Linked DNA regions of Lactuca sativa: region 2 is linked to region 1. The links are chromatin contacts, called in public Hi-C maps. All regions are on one chromosome and are shown on one strand. The core of a region is the stretch at or near the end of the contact, and the rest is flanking DNA. Distances in the headings are between cores, read along the strand shown. Region 1 holds the start of LOC111910223 (cytochrome c oxidase subunit 5b-1, mitochondrial). Region 2 holds the start of LOC111910226 (protein ANTI-SILENCING 1).

Region 1 (5,417 bases), core at 147-2,646:
TTATAAACAAATAATTTGCACTCACCTTGAAATATTGTGAGCAGACTGGGCATTCATGTGTTTCTCCTTTCTTTAGCCAAAACCAAACAACATCATGCTCATCCTCTTTATCAAAAAAATTACATAAAATGAGATATTATATATATTTATATGATACTACTAAAGTCTCCAAAATTACAGAAAAATAAGACTCACCCCCTTCTGCACCAGGGCAACCAACAATTCTTTGGTCATAGTAAGATTTCACAATAGCAGGAGCTTCCTACAGCCAAACACAAAACTAAACATGAGATCACAGCTTCACCAACACTTCTGATATAGGGCTTTCATGATAGATTTATACATGTTAGGGTTATGAATTGTGATATGTTAGAGTTAGGAAAGATATGGTAGAGCAAGAATACAATTCATAGCAGGTTTATTAAAGGAGAGTATCCCTAAAGGCCAAAACAGCTAAATCGTAAACTAATTTTCATGTATATGTTGCAAAGTGCTAAAATTACTTCTTAGATACCTGGCATTCAAAGCGGTATCCAGTATCCATAGAATAAACAGAAATCTTTATGGATACTGACATTATATATTGATGATATTAGGGATAGGTAACAGAAAGCTATAGTTCAGCACAAGGTGTTGACATTGTTTTGATGCTTAGACCAATTCAAAAAAAAAATAGCCAATAGCTAAGGTTAGGACTAACTGTATCCAATGAAAACAATTTCGCCTCTTTTGATAAAAGAAAAATATCATTTGAAATAAATTATTGATGTACTTTACCTTGGTACCGAATGGACCTTCAGGAAAATTGATATCAAGAATATCCCGTCCCTAATCACACAAAATAACAATCCAGATTAATCTCAATGACTGAAATTTAACAAAAAGCTCTACAAATCGAGCACAGAAAACTGACCTCAAGCTCGGCTTCAAGCTCCTCACGCTCGTGACCAGTCGCAATAGGCATCACATCTTCGACTTTCTTAGAAACGCTTCCTACAATTAACAATCAACGCACATCAAAACCACAAATCTCGAAACAATCGCATCCACAACCAATACACAGAGGTCTTAAACAAGAATTAAATTCAGATCTAAACGAAGACGATAGAAGCAAAAAAAAAAAAAAAAAAAAAAAAAAAAAAAAAAAAACCTGAATAGTGACGAGCGACAACAGTGGCGGATGGCCGAAGAGTCGCCGGCGATAGTGAAGAGGTAACGATACGATTAGGCCTGGCAACAGATCGGAGTGCTAAGATCTTAGCAGAGGCTCGTCTCCACATGGTTTCACCTTCACCGGAACCCTAGGTTTTCGGCTGTTGATCTGAATGGGCGACGGGAACTTTTCTTTTTCAACACTTTGTAGGAGGAAATTTTTCGTAGAGGGTGAAAATGAAATATAAAATTGGGTGTGAAAGAATACCTTTATGCGAGGAGTGTGGGATGATCCTCTACATGAGGGTGCAGGGAGCTAGCTGCTTCCTTAAAATCAGTTGTCCTACATGCATACATACTTGTACATATCCCTCTAATTTAGCGAAGTCAACTTTTTTGTATTTTCCAACCTAATTGGGCCTTCTCTTATAAAATTAAAATCAGCCTATTTGTCTGAAAAGAACCCAATTGAGTATTAACATAAATATATGTGAAGGGCCCAATTACTAGTCCTGATTAGCCTACGCCCGGTTTTATTCATGTCTTTTTTAAAAAGTTTAGATTATGTAAAACTACTTTAAAAAATATTAAATTAGAAATCACTTAAATAATATAATAAAAATTATAACATGAGTTATTTCTGTAGTATGTCAAGACTAAAATATAATATGAAACAATAACATAAATATGTAAAATAATAGTACCTCGTTTACAAATTTATAGATAATAAACAAAAGGTATATAAAATAAAATTATGATCTAACTAAAAACATTGTTCTTTAAATAGAATTTTTCAATGTTTCATTGTGTACTTATGTCATACATATGTAAGTTTAATCCCTCAGACATTTTCAATGATTAACTTCTTAAACGTTTATTATTTTTGTTATATCATATTTCCATTAACTTTTATTTTACAAAAACTTATTGTCATAAACTATTTCAAATAATTCTTTTAAATGCTTTTTCTTTAATTTATTAAAATTATTTTGATTTTTCTTATATGTTATATGAAGTCCCCGTATAAAATTTACATTTTTTTTAATTATGTTAGATTTCAAGAAAAACATTAATTTACATTTATATTTAATTAAAAAACAATAAAATATTATATGGTTATAACGTTTTTTAATATTTGGTATTTGTTTTGTTTTTTAAGTTGGGACACGTGAGTATTTGGACCGGTGGACCGGACCAGACCGGTGAATCGGACCGGACCTTTTTTTGGACACCCCGGTCCAGTTCTCGGTTCTAAGATTTATCTTTGGTCCGGTGTGACATCCCCAAAATCACGGCCAGAAAAGACCCGTTTAATTTATGCTTTTAAAATGATTTCGGAGTAATCATTTGATTAAAAGAGTTGCGGCATTTGTTTCCAAAACAAAATATGATAAAATAAGATTTACCAAAGCATTTCTTAAAGAAATGTATTTTTCATTATATTACAATACTCGGGATGTCATGTTCCGATAAACAAACCAAAAGCATAAACATTTCAATACGGACCTTACAACAGTTATTTACAACAACAGGTCTATAATCAAAAAAATAACTTGACAAGTCATCCAACTTATGCTCTGGCGTCACTACCTGTAATACAAAGAAATTGAGTGGGTCAGGCTTGGGAGCCTGGTGAGCATATAGGGTTTTCACCCCAAAATAAATAATTATATTTAATTCCTCCAACCAACAATAACCCAATTACTCATTCCTGTTATTCTCACTTTACAACCCTAAGACAAATAACATAAGGGACCTAGTCTAAGAATATTTCATCAGGGCGACAACACATGCTTCGGGGGTTCCTCAACAATATAAGTCAAATAAGACAACCATGAGGGGGAAGGAGTACAGCGAATGAACACCCAAGTTCATTAACACCTACAGGTGGCGAGCCTGCTAGCGTTCCACAAGACTGTCTAGAAAAGTCTATGGTCGTCATCTAAACTCCGCTAGATGACTAAATCAAAAACATTGAGGCCTCTCATCTTTTTATCACAAGACAACTATCTACCCATGTTCTACCCAACATTTTAGTAGATAAAATATACATTTTCATACATAGTTTAAAACCTGTATAGTATGTTCATTCAAAACACATTCCAGATAAAAGATGAGGCACATAAACATAACACATATTTCATAGAGAATAAATCATATTTATGAGATTAGAAGATAACATAGATACACTCACATAACACATATACTTAGTACGTTAAATCGATACTTGTATAAGATCGTGCATTTGAAAGAGATTATGTACCCCCTTCAAATCAACACAAATATATAAATACATACCACGTATTTCATAGTAAATACTTCGTATTTATGTATTAGGAGAAAGTAACCACACACTCACTTGATCAGAAGATGATCGGACAGCACTACGACTTGTAGAAGTAGTATCCTTCGGTAGATCTGGAAGATATTCACAAAAACCGGGCTTCTCGCGGGCAGAGCTTCGGCTCGAGATTCTCACTTCTCGGGATCTTCAGGGCTTCGGGACTTGCTTCGGGTCTCGGGAATGATACCGGGGCTTCGGGGGGTTAAAATAAGGCTTAGAGAGAGTGTCAGGAGTGGGAGAGAAGAGACGGAGCAACCAAAATCGGTTGCCCCTTGAATTCTATTTATAGGGCAAAAATTTCAGGCTCACCTCGTGAGTTTTTAATTCTCACCTCATGAGTTTTGCAATTCTCACCTCGTGAGCTCGATATGTTATTGCGTTCGTCATGGCCACTTGCCCCAGAATACGTTCGTCAACTACTCACCTCGTGAGTTTTGCAATTCTCACCTCGTGAGCTCTGACACCACCTTGGGTTTCACACCCCGAACTTCAGAAATTCATAACTTTCGCATATGAGCTTCGTTTTTGACGTCCTTTATATCCACGCGTAGGTGAGATTATGCTCTACAACTCTCGTTTAGACTCCATTGGCTAATTTTGACTTTAATTTTAATATATTATTAATATATTATTTTTAATAGGCCGGGACAGGAAAACTCCGTTAGAAAATCATAACTTCTTCATCCGACGTCCGTTTTCGCATATCTTTTTATTGTTTCAATACTATCGATGAGATCTTCGATTCTCATTTAGATTGTTTCGGCTAAAAATCAATCGATCTCAAATCGAGGATTCGTGCTGCATACTGCTAAGTCGAAACTTCGGAAAATCATAACTTCCTCATACGAAGTCAGATTTGGGTGTCCTTTTTATGCACGCTCTCGGTTTAACGAACCCTATGACTTTCGTTTAGATCACTAAGGCTAGATATCACTCTATCTTAAATTCATATTTTACGTCATTCAGCGTCGTGTCGGTTCTGTCGCGAAACTTCGACATGTCATAACTTCTTCGTTATAACTCGGATTTCGGCGTTCTTTATATCTCCGGAATCCTTGTTTCGACCACTACAACTTTATGTAAAAATATCGGGCTTACCTCACACTTTAATTTTCACGTTTATTTTTATCCTTTATTAATTATATCTTTATAATTAAGTAATAAGCACACAAATACACATAATTCACATAATACTCAAATATTTCATCATTAATACTTCAAAAAAAGTTACAAGGGTTAACCTAGACTATCACATCAACGAAAATGTCTTGCCTGGAAACGTGGGCGTTACATCCGGTCCGGTTTTTTTCTCGGTTTGGTCCGGGTTTAGAACCGGTTGGACATGCTTAAGATTTCTGTGACGTTTTTTAAACACCCATAACTCATTTGTTTTAAGTCGAATTGACCTGCGGTTTTTTCCAACATTTAGTTTACAGTTTGTAGATGAATTTAAACTATAATTTTGTTTATTTTGGTATTATATTCACCGAGTTACAATCCTTCAAAGTAGAGCTATCAAAGCTGAAAAAATTATGTTTTTCAGCAAGATTTTGTAATCTGTGACGTTTTTTAAACACCCATAATTCATTCGTTTTAATTCGGATTGACCGGGATTTTTTCCAACATTTAGTTTACAGTTTGTAGATGAGTTTAAACTATAATTTTGTTTATTTTGGTATTATATTCACTGAGTTACAATCCTTCAAAGTAGAGCTATCAAAGCTGAAAAAATCCAGCTTTTCAACAAGACTTTGTAATCTGTGACGTTTTTTAAACACCCATAACTCATTTGTTTTAAGTCAGATTAACCTCCAGTTTTTTTCCAACATTTAGTTTACAGTTTGTAAATGAATTTAGACTATAATTTTGTTTATTTTGGTATTATATTCTCTAAGTTACAATCCTTCAAAGTAGAGCTATC
Region 2 (4,767 bases), core at 1,532-4,031, 210 kb after region 1:
AACTCAGAAATAGCAAAGTCTGCTTCATCTTTTGAGTTAAATATCACAAGAGCTTGTCCTAATACAAAAACATACATAAAACAATTAACAAAGCACAAATATTGTCTTGCATGTATCAAATGGTTATATTATATACCATTGTATGGGCTGGAATACGCATTACACTGTATCATCTTTGCACTAGCCTTTTTATGAAAAGCATCCAAAACTATATCCTGATTAAAAAAAAAAAAGTGGAAAATTTGGGAATGATAAATTATTAAATTACCATATGAGTATGAACAGAGTATAGTTTTAAAATATTAACATGCCTCTACTTCTAATGATGTAAGGGATGGATCCAGATTCTCTAGTAATACAAGGGAGCCTGTTTCATTGGCTATCTGCATCCTTTCCTCCCATGGCTGCTCAAAAGAAAGGAAATATTAACTTATTCACTTTAAATTTATGTGTCTTTTTGTAGCATTTTCTAGTTTATATCACTTCATCTTGCAAAAAAAATCCATGGTGTTTGATAAATCTTATAAAAAACTGTAGATAACTCACTTGTTCCTTGAACCAATTGCTTGAATCCTGCATGCACATGGATACGTAGTATCTAAGTCTTCAAATTTAATGAATTCAAAATAAGACTGATTCATATGGCAACGTAGAAAATAAGACCATTTATACATTTAATGATTTACCAATTTTGGTCTTTTTGTGGGTTTCTCAGGTTCAACTTTAGAGTCTTGAAGCTTCCTTTTGTTCAAGTGGTATTCACTAGTCGATGAAATTGTTAGTCTACCAATATTTGCAGGAGGAACCCTAAAATCTGTAAAAATAGGTCAAGTAAAAGTGATTTAAAAAGATTATTTTACTAAAAAACAAACTTTTGTTTAATATTACCAGATTCATCTTCTACTGCAGTAGAACAGTGACCTGTTTCAAACTTGGAAGATGAATTTGATTTCCCTGCAACTTTGGAGTTCCAATTGGATTTTGGAGGAGTGCCAATTTCCAAATGTTTTCTCTGATTAAAGAAGAATCCAACTGAATCCATATTGGAACAAAAAGATTCAGGACATTTAGAAAGTACTAAGTTATATCACATGAACATGTTTAGAAAGTATAAGTTATCACAATTCACACAAACCTTCAACTCCAGCTATCTTATCGGGAAATCTTTCTGATAATATTAATTTTTCAACATCAAATGTCTTGTAAAATACATAATCACACATTTCCACTTCTTCAATAGATGCTTGAGGGTTCCTCTTGTCCTTTGATGTGCATACAACATCACATTTCCCTGCTATTGTTTCCTAGAAAGAGATAGTTGTAAATTAGTAAGATGAAAAAAGGCCAAAAGGGCATATTTGGAAGAGTTTAAAAATGATGTTTGATTACCAGGGGGTTGACATTAAAGAGACCTTGACCTACACCTGAAGCCAAGAATAATTCATTGTTGAGTGTTTGAGTGCCTCTTAAATACTTTTGAACGTGTGTGGGATGAAAATACCAGACAACTTTCACTTTCTTCTCAAGATGTTTTGTCTCATATATCTCAGTAAGTTTACCAATATAGGGCTCTGGTTGACCTTCACACCATATGTATACAGAATCATAAAGAAAGTAGTCTACACCATCGTAGGTAAATGATCTATAATATTGCCTATCATGCTTCTTTCCATCATTTTGCTCCTTTCGCCCCCATTTGAACTCGATATTCTCAGAAGATGCATTTGCCTTTCCTTTAATATGATCTGACATATCTGTAGATTACAAATTAATGGAAGTATATTACATATCTGGAAACTGTAATATCCAGAAGCAAAACACCAAAGAGAACCAACAACAAGTCAACAACCTGCTCGGATTGAAGAAAGTCCTGAAATGAGAATTCAATCACGAACGACCTGATTTACTAGCATCATCAACTGCTTCTTTCATTATCTACAAAAAAACGCTGCGTAGTTAATTGGATATGAAAAATGACGATTAATCAAGCAAAACGGGAGAAAAATCACACAGAAGATAAAAACCAGCACTGATATGATACAACGATGAAAACCACTACTAGAAACCCTAGGGCACTGAATTAAATTCAAAATCTACAGTGAGAAAATAAACAGATAACAAACGCGTGAGCATAAACAATGCTGCATCGGGAGAAAAACTTAAATCACATTCACAACAGGTTCGCGAGAGAAACCACAAGGAACATAACAAGAACAAATACCCTACTATATACCCTAGATATCTGTATCGACGGATTAAAAAAATTAAAATCTAGTGTGAGGAAACAGTTATGCGTAATCACAAACAAACGCATAAGAAATAGACTGATCAATAACCTTGCTAGTTCGAGCTCGGCGTTCCGAAAATTAAAATCTAGTGAGAGAAAACAGATGGTAGGTGCTTGATCATACAAAAATGCGTCAAAAAAAAAATAACCTTACCAGTTTCGAACTCGCCGTTCGGAAAATGTTGATCATTAACACAGACACAGTGATATTGCTATGGCGGAAACAGCAAAAAGTAAAATGGTTATCGGATAACTTTGAGGGGGGAAGGAGCAAAGGCTACGGGGCTATGGCGGAAACAGTAAAAGACAAATGACTGCTAATATGCGCCAGGGAGGGATGAGAACCAAAGCTACGAGGCTATGGAATCGAACAGAATCGCCGCCGTACACTCTTTCACAAAATTGCGTGACCATGCATTGTCTTCCCAGGGTGAAAGGATGGTGCTGTCAGCCTGTCATGTAGAAGGGATTTTAGTAAAATGAAAATCTTTGACGCGCCATAAAATCCAAATTACTTTTACGTCTTAAATAAATAATTGTTATTAAATTCTTAATATTTTATCTGAATAGTAAATTACAGAAATGGTCCCTATGGTTTGCTCAAAATTTCAGTTTTGATCCAACTTTTGAAAAGGTTATAAGTCGTATCCTTGTAGGGCGTGTTCGGCAAAAACTAGTTAGAAATAGTTTGATAAAAACATGTAGGGCGTGTTCGGCAAAAACTAGTCGGTAGCGAGTAGCGGGTAGCTTTGATTTTGGAGCGTTTTGTTGAAAGCTACTTCATGTAGCTTTTGATTTTGGAGTTTTTTGTTTAGGGTAAAATGCTAAAAGCTACACGCTCCCGTTGCCAAACGAGGTTTTTTCTTTTTTACTAGCTTTTTCTTAAAAGCCAAAAGCTTCCAAAAGTTGCGTGCCGAACACGCCCGTAAAATGACTAATATAACCTTACTTATTTATTTTTATTATTTTATTTTTAATTTTATTATTATTTAAGGTCACACTCCTCTCCCTATTTCTTCTTCCCATCACCCTATACTCTAGTGTTGCTCTTCCGATTAACCCTCGTTCTACTTCTCTAAAAACTTCCTCCGGTAATCTTCAACCTTCAACCTGCTTCTCTAATCAATCAAATTGAATTAAAACACCACATACACATAACATCTTATGTGATTTAAAGTACAAACACATGACAAAAATTAGAACGGGGAGAATGAGAAAGTGGAAAACTAGATACACGAAACCATATTCTTAGGTGATTTGCTACATAACCATCTTCATTTCTTAATGTCACATGTATCAAACTCAAGAAAATTAGACAATTCTTAGTTGATTCCGCTTGTATCTGTCTTAAAGCATCAACATACAAAGGGGAAAAAGTGGAAAAGAAGGTGTATAACACTTTGATCCCAACTAAAAACACATGAATGAATCTGGAAAAATTCATATAATTAAAAAATCTTGGACGTTTTACCCTTTTTAGAATCAAAAAGAAAATTGATCGATTGTAATCTCCATTAATGGTGCAACTACTTGCAGGCTGTGTTCTATATGGATTTCTCAACGAGGAATTAATTTGTATCATCTAAATGGTGAGGTGGGTAAGGTAAGGTGAGGAGGGCGGGATTGAGGGTGTGTTTATTTAAATAAAGCAAAAAATCAAGAGAAAAATAGTCTTTTAAGGTCAGACATGGATCAAACATGTAACAAAAACAAACAGTAGGGACCTTCCGAGTTAAAAAAACAATAAGTTAGGAACCAAACGCGCAAATTACCCTAAACCATAGGGACTATTCGTGTAATTTACTCTTCTTTAGAGTAAATTACACGAATGGTCCCTATGGTTTGGAGTAATTTGCACGTTTGGTCCCTAACTAATTTTTTTAACTCGGAAGGTCCCTACAGTTTGTTTTTGGAGTAAATTACACGAATAGTCCCTATGGTTTAGGGTAATTTGCGCGTTTGGTTCCTAACTTATTTTTTTAACTCGGAAGGTCCCTACCTTTTGTTTTTGTTACACGTTTGGTCCATGTCTGACCTAAAAAGACTATTTTTCCCTTGATTTTTTGCTTTATTTAAATAAACACACCCCCAATCCCGCCCTCTTCACCTTACCTTACCCACCTCACCATTTTTTCCTATTTTAATAATAATATTTTTACGTAAGATAATGATCAAACGTGTAACAAAAATAAATAGTAGGGACCAATCGCGTAACAAAAACAAACTGTAGGGACCTTCCGAGTTAAAAAAAATTAGTTAGGGACCAAACGTGCAAATTACTCCAAACCATAGGGACCATTCGTGTAATTTACTCTAAAGAAGAGTAAATTACACGAATAGTCCTTATGGTTTAGGGTAATTTGCGCGTTTGGTTCATAACTTATTTTTTTAACTCGGAAGGTCCCTACTGTTTGTTTTTGTTACACGTTATGTCCATGTCTGACCTAAAAAGACTATTTTTCCCTTGATTTTTTGCTTTA

The links. A called contact is a pair of places that touch in the nucleus more often than the background predicts.
Region 2: a Hi-C map of leaf shows a contact between it and region 1, with 3 times the contacts expected there. The contact joins the promoter of LOC111910226 here to the promoter of LOC111910223 in region 1. A contact is called at or near these places in 3 of 4 Hi-C or Micro-C datasets (leaf and seed).

Annotation. Positions count from the first base shown.
Region 1 is chr5:284,516,502-284,521,918 of Lsat_Salinas_v11, forward strand. LOC111910223 (cytochrome c oxidase subunit 5b-1, mitochondrial) reads right to left here and starts at 1,397. Exons shown (of 6, transcript XM_023906014.3): 1 at 1,151-1,397; 2 at 914-993; 3 at 778-828; 4 at 196-262; 5 at 26-105. The coding sequence starts at 1,280.
Region 2 is chr5:284,721,792-284,726,558 of Lsat_Salinas_v11, forward strand. LOC111910226 (protein ANTI-SILENCING 1) reads right to left here and starts at 2,782. Exons shown (of 13, transcript XM_052771707.1): 1 at 2,442-2,782; 2 at 1,850-1,935; 3 at 1,390-1,754; 4 at 1,136-1,304; 5 at 922-1,032; 6 at 687-814; 7 at 547-573; 8 at 312-404; 9 at 137-215; 10 at 1-58. The coding sequence starts at 1,752.